Regions from separate parts of the Sus scrofa genome. Here regions 2 and 3 are each linked to region 1. Evidence: chromatin contacts called from public HiChIP or PLAC-seq data. All regions are on one chromosome and are shown on one strand. Each heading gives the region's core, a stretch centred on a gene start, on an enhancer-like site or on the middle of the called end of the contact. The rest is flanking DNA. Distances are from core to core; before and after follow the strand shown.

Region 1 (3,747 bases), core at 760-3,259:
GGTGAAAAGACAGCAAGTTCAGTTTTGGTTGAGTTTGAGGGGCCTTTGTGGTAACCAGCTAGAAGTGTCCAGGTCTTACCAGATCTGAGATGAAACTGAAATTTAAGAATGAATGCTTACCAGGTCTGAGATGAAACTGAAATTTAAGAATGAATGCTTAGGCATTAGTGGAACACTTGTGTGTGGATGAAATCAGCCAAAGAAAATGGACAGACTAAGAAATTAAGGAATGAATCCCAGAGAATGGCATTTAAAAAGTAGGCAAAGCCAGTGGGGAAAAAAAAAAAGAAGGAATGAATGATGATGAGCTTCATCTATCAAAGAGAGGCTAAATAAATTTTGAGAAGAAACTCCTGGATTTGGCCATAAGAAATTTAAGCAAGAACAACTTCATGAAGCCATTAGAGGAATTCAGATAACTGAGTGCTGAGGATGAAAGTAAAGAGCTGAATTTGATACAAATGGAAGCACTATGCTTTCAAGCAGTTTACTGATAAATGGGAGGACTAGGCAATAAACTGAACGAACACAGGCTGGGGGTGTGCTTTTGTTTTATTTCATTTTCTTAAGGTGTATGGCTTGAACACGGGGGGGGGGGTGGGGGGAGAAGGAAATGGTGAGGAAGAGGCTGAAAGCACAGGAAAGAAAAAAATATAACCAAAAGCAGAAAGTCCTATAAGGAATGGGAGGGAATAAAATCTAGAGCAAAGATGGAAGCATTATCCTTCAATACCTGTTTCTCTGAACTAGAAACACAAGACCTAACAGAGAAAGAAGGGGTGGTGGGTGGATCTCTGTTTGTTGTTGCTGTTCTTTCTTTCTAGAGCCACACCTGTGGCATATATAAGTTCCCTCGCTAGGAGTCCAATCCGAAGCCTACACCACAGCAATGCCAGGTTCTGGCTAAATCCTAAGCGGCAGCTTGCAGCAATGCCAGATCCTTCACCCACTGAGCGAGGCCAGGGATCAAACCCACATCCTCATGGATACTACTCTGGTTTTTAATGCATAGAGCCACAACGGGAACTCTGGGTGGGTCTCCATATTTAATTTCATAGCCATACCTGGCATTCTCGAACATGTGATCGAATGAAAATCATCTATAGGCTTTTTTAAAAATGCAAATATGGAGCCTGTTTCTATTCATGCAGAATTTCTGAAGGTGAAGCTCTAGCAAGTGAATTTTCCAGAAGTGATTTCCAAGTGATATTATGGAGTATTCCTGTTAAAAGGTAATCAACTGTATAATTTAGGGCTAGTGCAAAATGCAGCTATTATTAGGTGGCCCTTAGGGTGTGGAACGGTACTCGGCCCTCAAGAGAGCAAAGACTACAGGATTCAGAGAGATTCGGATCAGTCATGAAAAAGTCAAATAAACATCACCACATACTTTTAAATGAAGCGTGTTAAAGTGAAGCTGAGAGGTTGAAAAAAATGCAATGATGAAAAATGCATACATCTCCAATGTTTGACCGAAATAAGGTCTCACCTCAGACTACTAGACTCCGTGTCTTAGCCTTAAACTTCCTGTCACAATACTCTACAGGCTCAGCAGGACCAAAGTGTAATTCAGGGTGCTGCAAGAAGTAGGGAAAGCGAGGAAATTGCACGGACAGTTCCTGGAAAGGGACAAAGAAATAACCAGCCGAAGGTAGAAGCGATCTGGATGCCTCTCAACGCCCAGACGCCCCAGGACCTGGGACAAAGCATAAACAAGACCGCGATGCCTTTCTTCTGACACCGCCTTGCACTCACCATCGCCTCGGGATCTCAGCACCAGGAAATAGGTAACTTTGCGACTGGAAAACACCTACACCAACACCAACGCCAGGTTACTCTGGCAACAGAGCCCCACCTACTGCCGGACTCGGAGCGGGCCGCCACTACCCCGCCCCTTTGTCCTTAGTGGCTGGGAGTAAATAGAGCTCCGCCCACCCAGCCGACCGACCCGCCCCTTCACGCCGTAGCTTGGAGCAACGGAACACCACCTACCTCTTTCCAGCATCATCACTTCCGTTTGGTTGAAAGGCGACCCGGAAGTTCAGGCTTATATGCGGCTAGGGTCCAAGTATTCTTTTTTTTATTTTTTAATAAGAGTCTACCCAGTTTTGTTTTACTGAAGTCTTGAATCGTATATTCTGCGTCACTGCGTCACTTGAGTTTAAATGGCACCAAAAGTGTTTTCCTTCTGAAAAGTATTCCGGAAACGAAACCCTGAGTAATCGGAAGTAATTAGCCGTGAACCAAAAGCTTGATGTCCCCAAGGTTGGGGCGGATCGGCTTCGGAATGCTAGAGGAGTGTGCGCGGAAGTTAACCCGTGATATCTAGCCAAAGAACCTGTAAAGTGAGGCCCCCTGCAATTGGGAGAGTAAGAATCTGAGAGGTAAGTCCAGGAAAGGGCTTGTGTAACTGAGAGGGGATTTTGGAAAGGGACAGAGGTTTGGATTGAAGTGTGTTGTTCATTCAGTCGCTTTAGATTTAAGGAAAGGTTGCCCGTTGTTCCAGGAAGGTTTGTTCAGACAGGGACGGAACTTTGGATTTGACTTCTGGGGATGGCAGAGGTTGACAGGATTGTCGCTTCCACTCCTGCCACCTTCATACCTGTTACACACTCCAGACCCACCCCCACCCCCTTCAATTAGTATTTGCCTGCAGACCTTTGTACATTTCCCTGCGCATCTTCCGAGGGTTCATTGCTCTTGCGAAGGGTCTTTGGAGAGCTATTTTTCAGAACAGTGGCGGCGGGGGTGTGACTTTTAAGGAAGGTAGGCACGGAAGACGCTATGCTGAGTTATATCGAGTACTCAAGAGTTATCATTTTTGTGAGTGAAACCATTTGTCATCTAGTGCCTGGTTCATCATTCGTGATCACTGCATTAGTATTACCTTCCTTCTCATGTTCTCGCCTGAATCTTAGTAAGACTAAGATTTAGTAAGGTCATGCATACATTCTGAAAATATATGCTATGACATTTTAATTTTTACCAAGAAATGCAAATTAAGTTATTATGAATTTTTTGTCACTTGTTAAACATCTAAACAGAAGCTCCTCTGTCATGTAGTGAACAAAATAGTGTCCATGTCTCCTGAGAAGGTAATTACTTTAATACCTTTTTTTTTCCCCTTTTTTGGGCTGCATCCGCAGTATTTGGAGTTTCCTAGGCTAGGGGTGGAATCCGAGCTAAGCTGCTGGCCTACAACACAGCCACAACAGCACACTATCCAAGCTGTCTCTGCGACCTACACCGAAGCTCATGGCAACACCAGTTCCTTAACCTACTGATCTAGGCCAGGGATTGAACCCGCAACCTCACGGTTGCTAGACGGATTCGTTTCCACTGCACCAGGACTGGAATTCCTAATTACTTTTAAGTTCCTGGTATCTATCAATAATACAGAGCACCTGTAGTAACTACAGTACTATTTCTGAGCTAAATTTAAGGACGCATATCTGATAATTTAGAGTATATAGGTGATAATTTAGAGTATACCAGTGAAGCAGGAATTTGAAAGTAAACCACCTCTCATTTTTTTTAAGACATTGGGTAGTCATAACAATATCACCTTGTGAAAAAGGGGTGTAAGGGGCACTCCCTAAATGCAGGTTTACTAAATGAAGAAGCAAGTAGAATATCATAATCTTTAAATGACAGGGACTTAATGAATGTGTTTATATGGTATTGTTTTAATTATTTCATTTTATTCATATTTAGGTTTTTCAGTAGAAGCCCGGGGTACATTTTCAT
Region 2 (3,732 bases), core at 912-3,411, 420 kb after region 1:
CTGCTTAGTACAAGCTTACAAAACTCAGACCATTCCCCAGAAAAGAACCGGCATTTACATAATTCTTGTGCTACTTTTGATTTTCTGCATCTTTTCACATCTGGCTCATTTAGGTCATTTTCTTCATCTTCCAAAGTGGAGTTAGCCACTACGTTAGGTAAAGTTACTTCATCAATCACCACACTGTTATAATCTTGAAAATGAATTTCTTTGGCCCCTCCCTTGAATGCCATTATACCCAGCAACCCTGAACCACAACCAAGGTCCAACACTTTTTTCCCAGCAAATTTCACTTTGGCCTTTGTAAAATAGGCCAGGAGGTCAAAGGTACACTCCCAGATTTTTAAACCTCCTTCATAAACACCTGTAATCAGATCAGAGTGAGAAGAAAAGCTTTTTGAAATGATGTTTTCTCCAGAAAAGTTATCTTTCAAAAGGATGGTTTTCACTACTGATATGTTAACATGCTGAAGGCCTGGTAATGTTTCTATGACTTTACTTTCTAACACTTTCTTTAAATCTTTAGGCAGAGCATGTTCTTTGGCAACTCTCAAGCAGGGCTTTTTTTCATATGGCTCCAGGTTACTTAAACTGTTCGTTCCATTGAGTGAGTGGTCTGTGTCTTGAGAGGGAGCTGCATTTCCCCCTGACTGATGTTCCCACAAAAGATCCTGAAGCAAGTCAAACTGTTCTGTAGAAGATTTTTTATCACTGTGTTTACCTTTTTGTCTTTCTGAGACTGAAGACTCTTTAGAGAAATCCAGGGCCAAAGCTCCATCTTCAAGGGGTATTAATTCATCTTCCAGATGGTCTTCTATTGTGAAATTAAACTGAAAAGGCATTCTCTCATTAAGTGCACACAATCCTTAAACTCAAAGGAAGATTCTTCAACTTCTGGATAGAACTGATGACACGCACAAAACCCTGCCTCAATTATTTAGTTAATTTTGTTGGAGGCCTACTTCTCTTTAGCTGCTTATACACAGTTACAAATATTTAGGGATATTTCCAGATGATTTTTTAGAGGTCTTTACTCTTCTTTCAATTTAGCTCTAGATGGGGAAAAAAAAAAAAAAAAAAAAAAAAAGGAAATTGTTATTAAAAAGCAAAATGACACATTTGGTTTACACCTAATATTCAATAGCCCCCAGTCCCCAGCCCCACCCCCAACCAGCTGCCTTTTCTATGAATGCTGTGGAGGGAGATGAAGACATTTGGAAACGTACACACTCTTCAGGGTTCAAAAGCTGGAAAAAAGAATAAACTATAAAAACAAACAAAATGACAACAGCGGCAACAACTAGAAATAACAGAAGTACAAAATTCTCAGGCATCATCCGTCATAACCTTGCCCAAACATATTTATTTCCCAAACAGCCAGAATCTCTTCACTTCAGTCTGTTACAGTTTCGAGTAACGACTTCAAGCCTATACTTGGTAAATGAGCGTCCTTTTAAAAAAACATGCACAGGTATACTCTGGTGTGTGTAAATTCATACAAATGACCTCACTACAAACATTCAGCGGCCATCTGCAGCTCTAAGGGTATGGGAGTCGGGTACCTGTGGAGAAATTAGTAAAGATCACTTTGACACAAAATAAGGGCACTGAGCTAGGTGAAGAGGCCCGTAGAAAATGGGAGGAACTTTATCGAGACTCTTCTCTGCATCTACCTATTGTGCAGACACTTAATACATACCAACTGCTTCGATCTGCACAACAATTCTGGCAGGTGGGGTCTTTATCCTCATTACTTATGATATACAGGGAAGGATCACACATTAAGTGAGTAGTTTCTGCTTCCCTACACCGCAGGGCTTGGGGTCATTTCCGGCTGCAGGTCCCGGGTCAAACCCAACTCCAGACGTGCAATCTCAAAGCCCCAAGGGACGGAGGATAGCAAATCTAGGGACTCACATCCCCCTCCCCCATCTCCAGCGTTTCAAAGCAACACTAACGTGATCCAGACCTGGGGAAGCTCGCCCGCCCGCAGGTTCGCAGCTCACCGGGTGGGAGAACTCCAGCCAGACCCTCCAGACTGAAAGTGCACACCAGTGAGTTGAGTCCTCCTCAGGCCAGACAAACCCGACTCTCTTCCCAGACGTGTTCTTCCTGGACTCACCAAGGAAAGGCGCGCGCTTGCTCTCTATGGTTTTGGCTCGCAAGGCCTGCCGGGACGGTGGGGGTTTCCGGTCTTGGCTTTGGCGGGAGCGCTTGGAAGCTTTGGTAGTAGAGCTAAACGATGTCTCAGGAACGGGCGGTCCCAGCGAGCGCGGTTGCCCTGGAAGAATTAAGTAGCTGGCCGGAGGAGGTCTGCCGCCGGGAACTGCCGTCTGTCCTGCCTCGGCTCCTTATATCCTTCATTGTCACTTCTACTTAGGGTTGTGGGGCGGGTCTTCACTTTCCCTCCTGTGCCTCATCCCGGCTCCCGGGGGCCGTGTTGTGTTCCTGCGGCTTCAACCCTCTTGCTTTCTTTGTTGCTAAGCGAGATAAATAAGCGAGGGAATGAAAAGCAGGAAAGAGTCGTAGGTACCGAGGCCGAAGTCATGCCTGGCTTTGGCCCTGGAAGGACTCGCAGAGGTGTTGTGCCAGTGATTTTGGCAGTGGATGTGGCGTTTTCTTCCATTCCGCTGGGCCTTTGCGTTGTGCTGTACCTGCAATTAAGTGTGACTTCTGCATGGGGGGAGCGGGGGAGGCAAGGACTCAGACTTGAGAGGTAAGCTGAGCTGACTCTGAAGGTAGTAGAGAGAGGAGATACTCTGAGGTCTTACCTCTAAAATGGGTGATGAAAATGAATACTCTCCTCACTATTGTGAGAATCAAATTGAAGGACGTAGTTCTCCCATGATGCCAAGTCTGTAAAAGATGTTAAGTAAATAAAAGTGTTCTTCCCCTCCCATTTTCGAACCTTTTTTCCTTTATTGCTGGGGAATAGGAGTTGCTTTCTTGGTCATTAGCTTTGATCAGCTGGGTTTGAGGTATTTAAGGCCTGCGTTGTCCAGGTGCGGATTATTTTTAATCAGGCTAATCCTGTTTTGGTTGTAATGTGCTTGAAGTCCTAGCCCTTCATGTTAAAGGATAATTTTTGTTTATTTCTTAAACAGCTTTGAGGACATAAAACTTCATAAGAATACACTCAAAAAAAAAAAAAAAAAAACCCTTCACTTTAGAGAGTCTGAATACTGCACAAATACTTTACAGTAGAGGCCAAATGTAAATATTGCTGTCACATCGAAGTCATTCTCCTGGGCATTGCCATAGGTACCAAAGCCTTTTCTTAGTCCTTATGTAGGTATGGAATTGCTGTCCTAAAGGAATTTGGCTTGGAAAACAAATAGTCGTCCTCCTCATCTGTTACTACATGCATAATATGTACCAGGGAGGGTATTAATCTTTGGGGGAACAGAGAAAAGGAACATGGTTCCTCTTTCACCCCTTGAGGTTATAGGGAGATTTCAGTAATTGAAAATCAACATCCCACTTGGTTTTGCATCTTAAACTTAACCCAAACATGTTCTTTCCCCAACTTTCTTCATCTATATAAATGATTTCTCAAGCCAAAACCTTCAATCTTCTCTTTATCACATCCAGTCAGCATTTCTTTTGTTTCTGACTTTTTTTTTTTTTTTTCCCTTTACTTTTTAGGGCCCTAGGTGCAGCACATAGAAAGAAAAATAATAATTCTCTTACTCATGTCCTCTTATTATCCATTCTCCAAAAGAAGTTCAGAGT
Region 3 (3,803 bases), core at 634-3,133, 510 kb after region 1:
TAAAAATTATTTAATTCAGCTAAAACTGGCTTACTGAAATGTAATACTGATAAAGAAAAATATCTGGACTTCCAAAGTGCTCTTTTTTGTTTTGAGGAGTTAAGGGGGAAACATAAAACCTTTTAACTTTGAAATTAAGAAATCACAAAAATGCAGAAAAGGATATTCTAATATTGTGATATTAGCATGGGTATTTTGCAGAATTTACCATCTCCACCCTCTAATAAACGCTGGGTAGCCAGTTTCTGACATGAACATGCATCATGATCTTCTCTTTAAAATGTTGTTCACCTATCTTCCTCCATCCTTTTGCTTCCTTGGCCAGCATATCAAGTTTCTGGGCCACCTGTGGGACTAAAAGCCCTTGTCTAGGTCATGGGGCAACTCATACACTAAACTAAGAAATCAGTGTGCTCCGGGGAACGCTCTCTCCCTCTGTTCATTTCACAGCAATTAATCGAGATGATCTTGATCCTAGCTCCCTGGGCTTGGAAGTTCCAACCATAAGGGCTTGCATTGGGAGTTCAAAGGGCACCGTGTATTGATTCGTATTCTGCCATCTGGTGATAACAGTACTTCAGACCCTTTGCTTTGATCTCTTTCACATATACATTCCTTAAACTCAGTCCAGCAATACATAATGAAGCCTTTATGGACCAAAAGAACTACGTATGATTTCAGCTAAGACATGGGATGTTATGTGGGTATGCATAAAAAAATACTTAAAAATAGTAACAGGGATTCCAAAATTCAGGACTCACATGGTTTCCTATAAATGATTTTCCGGGAAATGTTTCATCTTTATTCTTAACAAAAAGCACTACCCAAAGACAGGAGCCAACTGGCCTCTGGGGGCCTGGCACTGGTCTTGGATCGAAAATGAAGGCAGCATCCAGCGCGGGGAACCCTAGGCTCCCGCGGCTTGGCCACGCAGCCTCCGGCACAGTCCCGGCCCGCCGCGCACACTCGCCCTGCCCGCTGCGAGGAGGGCGGCCAGGGGGCTGGGGCAGGGGAGCGGGGGTCCAACCGCGACTCCTCGGGACCACTGAGGGGCAGGGGCGGCAGTCCTGTGACGCTGGCCCCTCACCTTCCACACCTGCCCGCGAGGCGAAACTCCTTCGCTTCCTTCGAAAGCTCCGGCCGCCAGCGCCGCACCGGGCGGGGGTCGCCCGGGAAGCCCAGGTTAGCAGGGCGCCCCACATTCAGCAAGGAGAGGCTGCGCGGAGCCGGAGTGCAGAGCTCAACCGGCAGCGGCGCCGCGCCGAGCTCGCCCCCGAGCGGGCCCCAAGCGCGGACCCGAGATCGGGGCGCGCGCGCCCACCGCCTCGCACCCGGCCCGGCCCCCTCCCCCGCGGCCCAGGCCCGCACTGACGGAGGACGCCGCGTGGGGCTCCCTGTTACCTGCGGGAGGGCGGCGGGGGAGGCGGGCGAGGGTCTTGGCTCCGGTCCCCTCTTCGCCCCCTGTTGACACCAACCACCCTCACCTCCCCCGTGACGCTCTGGCCACTACACCCACAATCTTCTGAGGTCTGGTCCCTCCGGCACCATAGAGACTGTCCGGAAGCCGGATAGAATGCCAGCCTTCAGCCCTCCAACACCACCACTGAAGCGAAGGAACCCGGAACCGAGATAGAGCGGCCGCGAGGGTGATTCTCAAGCTGGTGCCATCTTGAGTGTGGGCGCCGGTGCCGACTCCGCCGTTCACTCTCTGTGCCCGCGGCCTAGTTAGTCCGTGAAGGTGACTGCTTTCTTGGGCCTTAAGTTTAACGTGCAAATATGGCTTGATTTTAATTTTCAGGCTTTTAACCGCACAGTTTGAACTGCATTTCCGCCCAAATCTAAAATGGCCGTCCGCCGCCGCCTTGGACAAATAGGAAAGAGGCGGGCGGAGAATAGGAGCACTGTGGAAATTGGAGAGGACTTTCGGAAGAGTGACGTAGCTCACCCCAAAGCCCTGATTGGCTGTGCTGTGTGGGCCGAGTAGCGCGGGTCCGCGGCTGAAGCTGGCGGAGGTTGATGTGATTGCCGCTGAAGCCTTTCAGGCAGAAGATGCGAAGTTACAGTTAATTCTGCAAGGAGTCAAGTTAGGACTCTTAATAGTACTTATTATTAATATTAATCGTTGCTACTTAATAGCGTGTTGTGGAATAAAGAATATACGTGATAGTTTTAAAACTACATGATTCCAACCAAGTTTTTTTCTGTTATCTTGCATGTGACTTAGTAGTAGTTATTATCATCGCTGGTTTTTAACGTTTCTACTACCTAACAGTTGACAGCTAAGTCATTTGATCACCTAAAAATTTTTAATTCTTTTTGGTCTATAGCAATATGGACAAGGACCCCACAATTTCTTTACCCGATTAAATAAAAGCAAATATCAGACCAAACTTTGTCCCTTATTCAGAAATGAGTATTTATTAGAAAGTAGACACAAATAGTATTTTATCTGTCCTGTTAAGTTATTGAAGATCGAGCTCTGTCCTACGTCAGCACTGTCCTATGGAAATACAATTTGAGTCACATACGTCATTTTAAATTTTCCAGTAACCACATTAAAAACAGTAAAAACTCTGAGGTGAAGTTAATATTATATTTTAACACCTATCCAGAAGATAGGTGTTTTGTTTAGTCTTTTTCTTTCACCATTCCTCTCATTCCTTTTTTTTTTTTTTTTTTGCCTTTTTTTAACACCTATCCAGAAGATAGGTGTTAAAATATAATAAAAAATTATTAATGGGATATTTTACATTTTTTGTACTGTCTTTAAAATCTGATGTGTATTTTTTACAATTTAAACTAGCCATATTTCAGTGCTCAAAAGTCACTTATAGATAGCAACTATAGTATGGGGGGTGCCATTCTAGAAAGTTGAGAAGCAGAAGTAGAGGGCTGCAGAGGTAGGATTCTGTTATGGTAGGATTCTGTTATCATAGTTATTCTCAGCATCTGGCAACCAGAAATCTTCCAGGACCAATAGAGATGAAACCTTAGATGGCATCTCTAAAGGCTGAGGACTCAAATTTTTAGACCATGTTTATTCAGGAGTGGAGATCATTCTCTGAGACCTCATCTCTAGTATTCATCATAACTAATAAGCTGATACTGGTGCCAGAAAGATGATACTGGAATCCGGGTTCTCGTTCAAGGTGGTGGAAGGATGACCTCCAGGAACACACAGGCAGCAATCAATGTCTTTATTAAAGGAAAGCTGATCGCTCCCAGGGTTGCTGGGAGGGGAGAGAAGAGCCCCCTTTCTCTATTGTCCTATAGGGGTTTTTATCTCTTAAAGGTGGGGAGAGGCACCAAAGTGGGGTTCAGAAAAATGTGGTTTTCCCTCATTGGCCTTATTCAAGTACCTATAGCAGTCCTTGTCCAGTAGGGCTTTGGGGGTTGGAAATGTCCTGGAAGTTCTGTGGGTTGTTTTGTTTTCTTTTGTCCTTTTCTTTTACAATTCCTCTCATTCCTTTTTTTTTTTTTTTTTTTTTTTTCCTTTTCTAGGGCAGCTCCCGAGGCATGTGGAGGTTCCCAGGTTAGGGGTCTAATCAGAGCTGTAGCCACCAGCCTACACCAGAGCCACAGCAATGCAGGATCGGAGCCACATCTGTGACCTACGCCACAGCTCACGGCAATGCCAGGTCCTTAACCCACTGAGCAAGGCCAGGGATTGAACCCGCAACCTCATCATTCCTAGTCGGATTCGTTGACCACTGCGCCACGTCGGGAACTCCTCTCATTCCTCTTTTATCAGTTGAGGAGTGGGCTAGAGATCTGCATTTTCTATATTAAACAAAGCCAGCGGG

The links. HiChIP or PLAC-seq counts read pairs in DNA pulled down with a chosen protein or histone mark.
Region 2: an H3K27ac HiChIP or PLAC-seq map of alveolar macrophages shows a contact between it and region 1. The contact joins the promoter of METTL18 here to the promoter of BLZF1 in region 1. A contact is called at or near these places in 1 of 5 promoter capture datasets (liver) and 1 of 2 datasets of contacts at active chromatin or transcription factors (alveolar macrophages).
Region 3: a contact with region 1 is called in an H3K27ac HiChIP or PLAC-seq map of alveolar macrophages. The contact joins the promoter of SCYL3 here to the promoter of BLZF1 in region 1. A contact is called at or near these places in 1 of 5 promoter capture datasets (liver), 2 of 47 Hi-C or Micro-C datasets (blood and liver) and 1 of 2 datasets of contacts at active chromatin or transcription factors (alveolar macrophages).

The regions. Positions count from the first base shown.
Region 1 is chr4:81,638,050-81,641,796 of Sscrofa11.1, reverse strand. BLZF1 (golgin-45) reads left to right here and starts at 2,009. Exons shown (of 7, transcript XM_003355067.4): 1 at 2,009-2,384; 2 at 3,715-3,747. NME7 (nucleoside diphosphate kinase 7) reads right to left here and starts at 1,890. Exons shown (of 13, transcript XM_021089439.1): 1 at 1,756-1,890. The coding sequence starts at 1,758.
Region 2 is chr4:81,214,536-81,218,267 of Sscrofa11.1, reverse strand. METTL18 (histidine protein methyltransferase 1 homolog) reads right to left here and starts at 2,161. Exons shown (of 2, transcript XM_021089436.1): 1 at 2,007-2,161; 2 at 1-1,052. The coding sequence starts at 842. C4H1orf112 reads left to right here and starts at 2,174. Exons shown (of 24, transcript XM_001928004.6): 1 at 2,174-2,353. The coding sequence starts at 2,243.
Region 3 is chr4:81,132,115-81,135,917 of Sscrofa11.1, reverse strand. SCYL3 (protein-associating with the carboxyl-terminal domain of ezrin) reads right to left here and starts at 1,883. Exons shown (of 14, transcript XM_001927973.6): 1 at 1,402-1,883.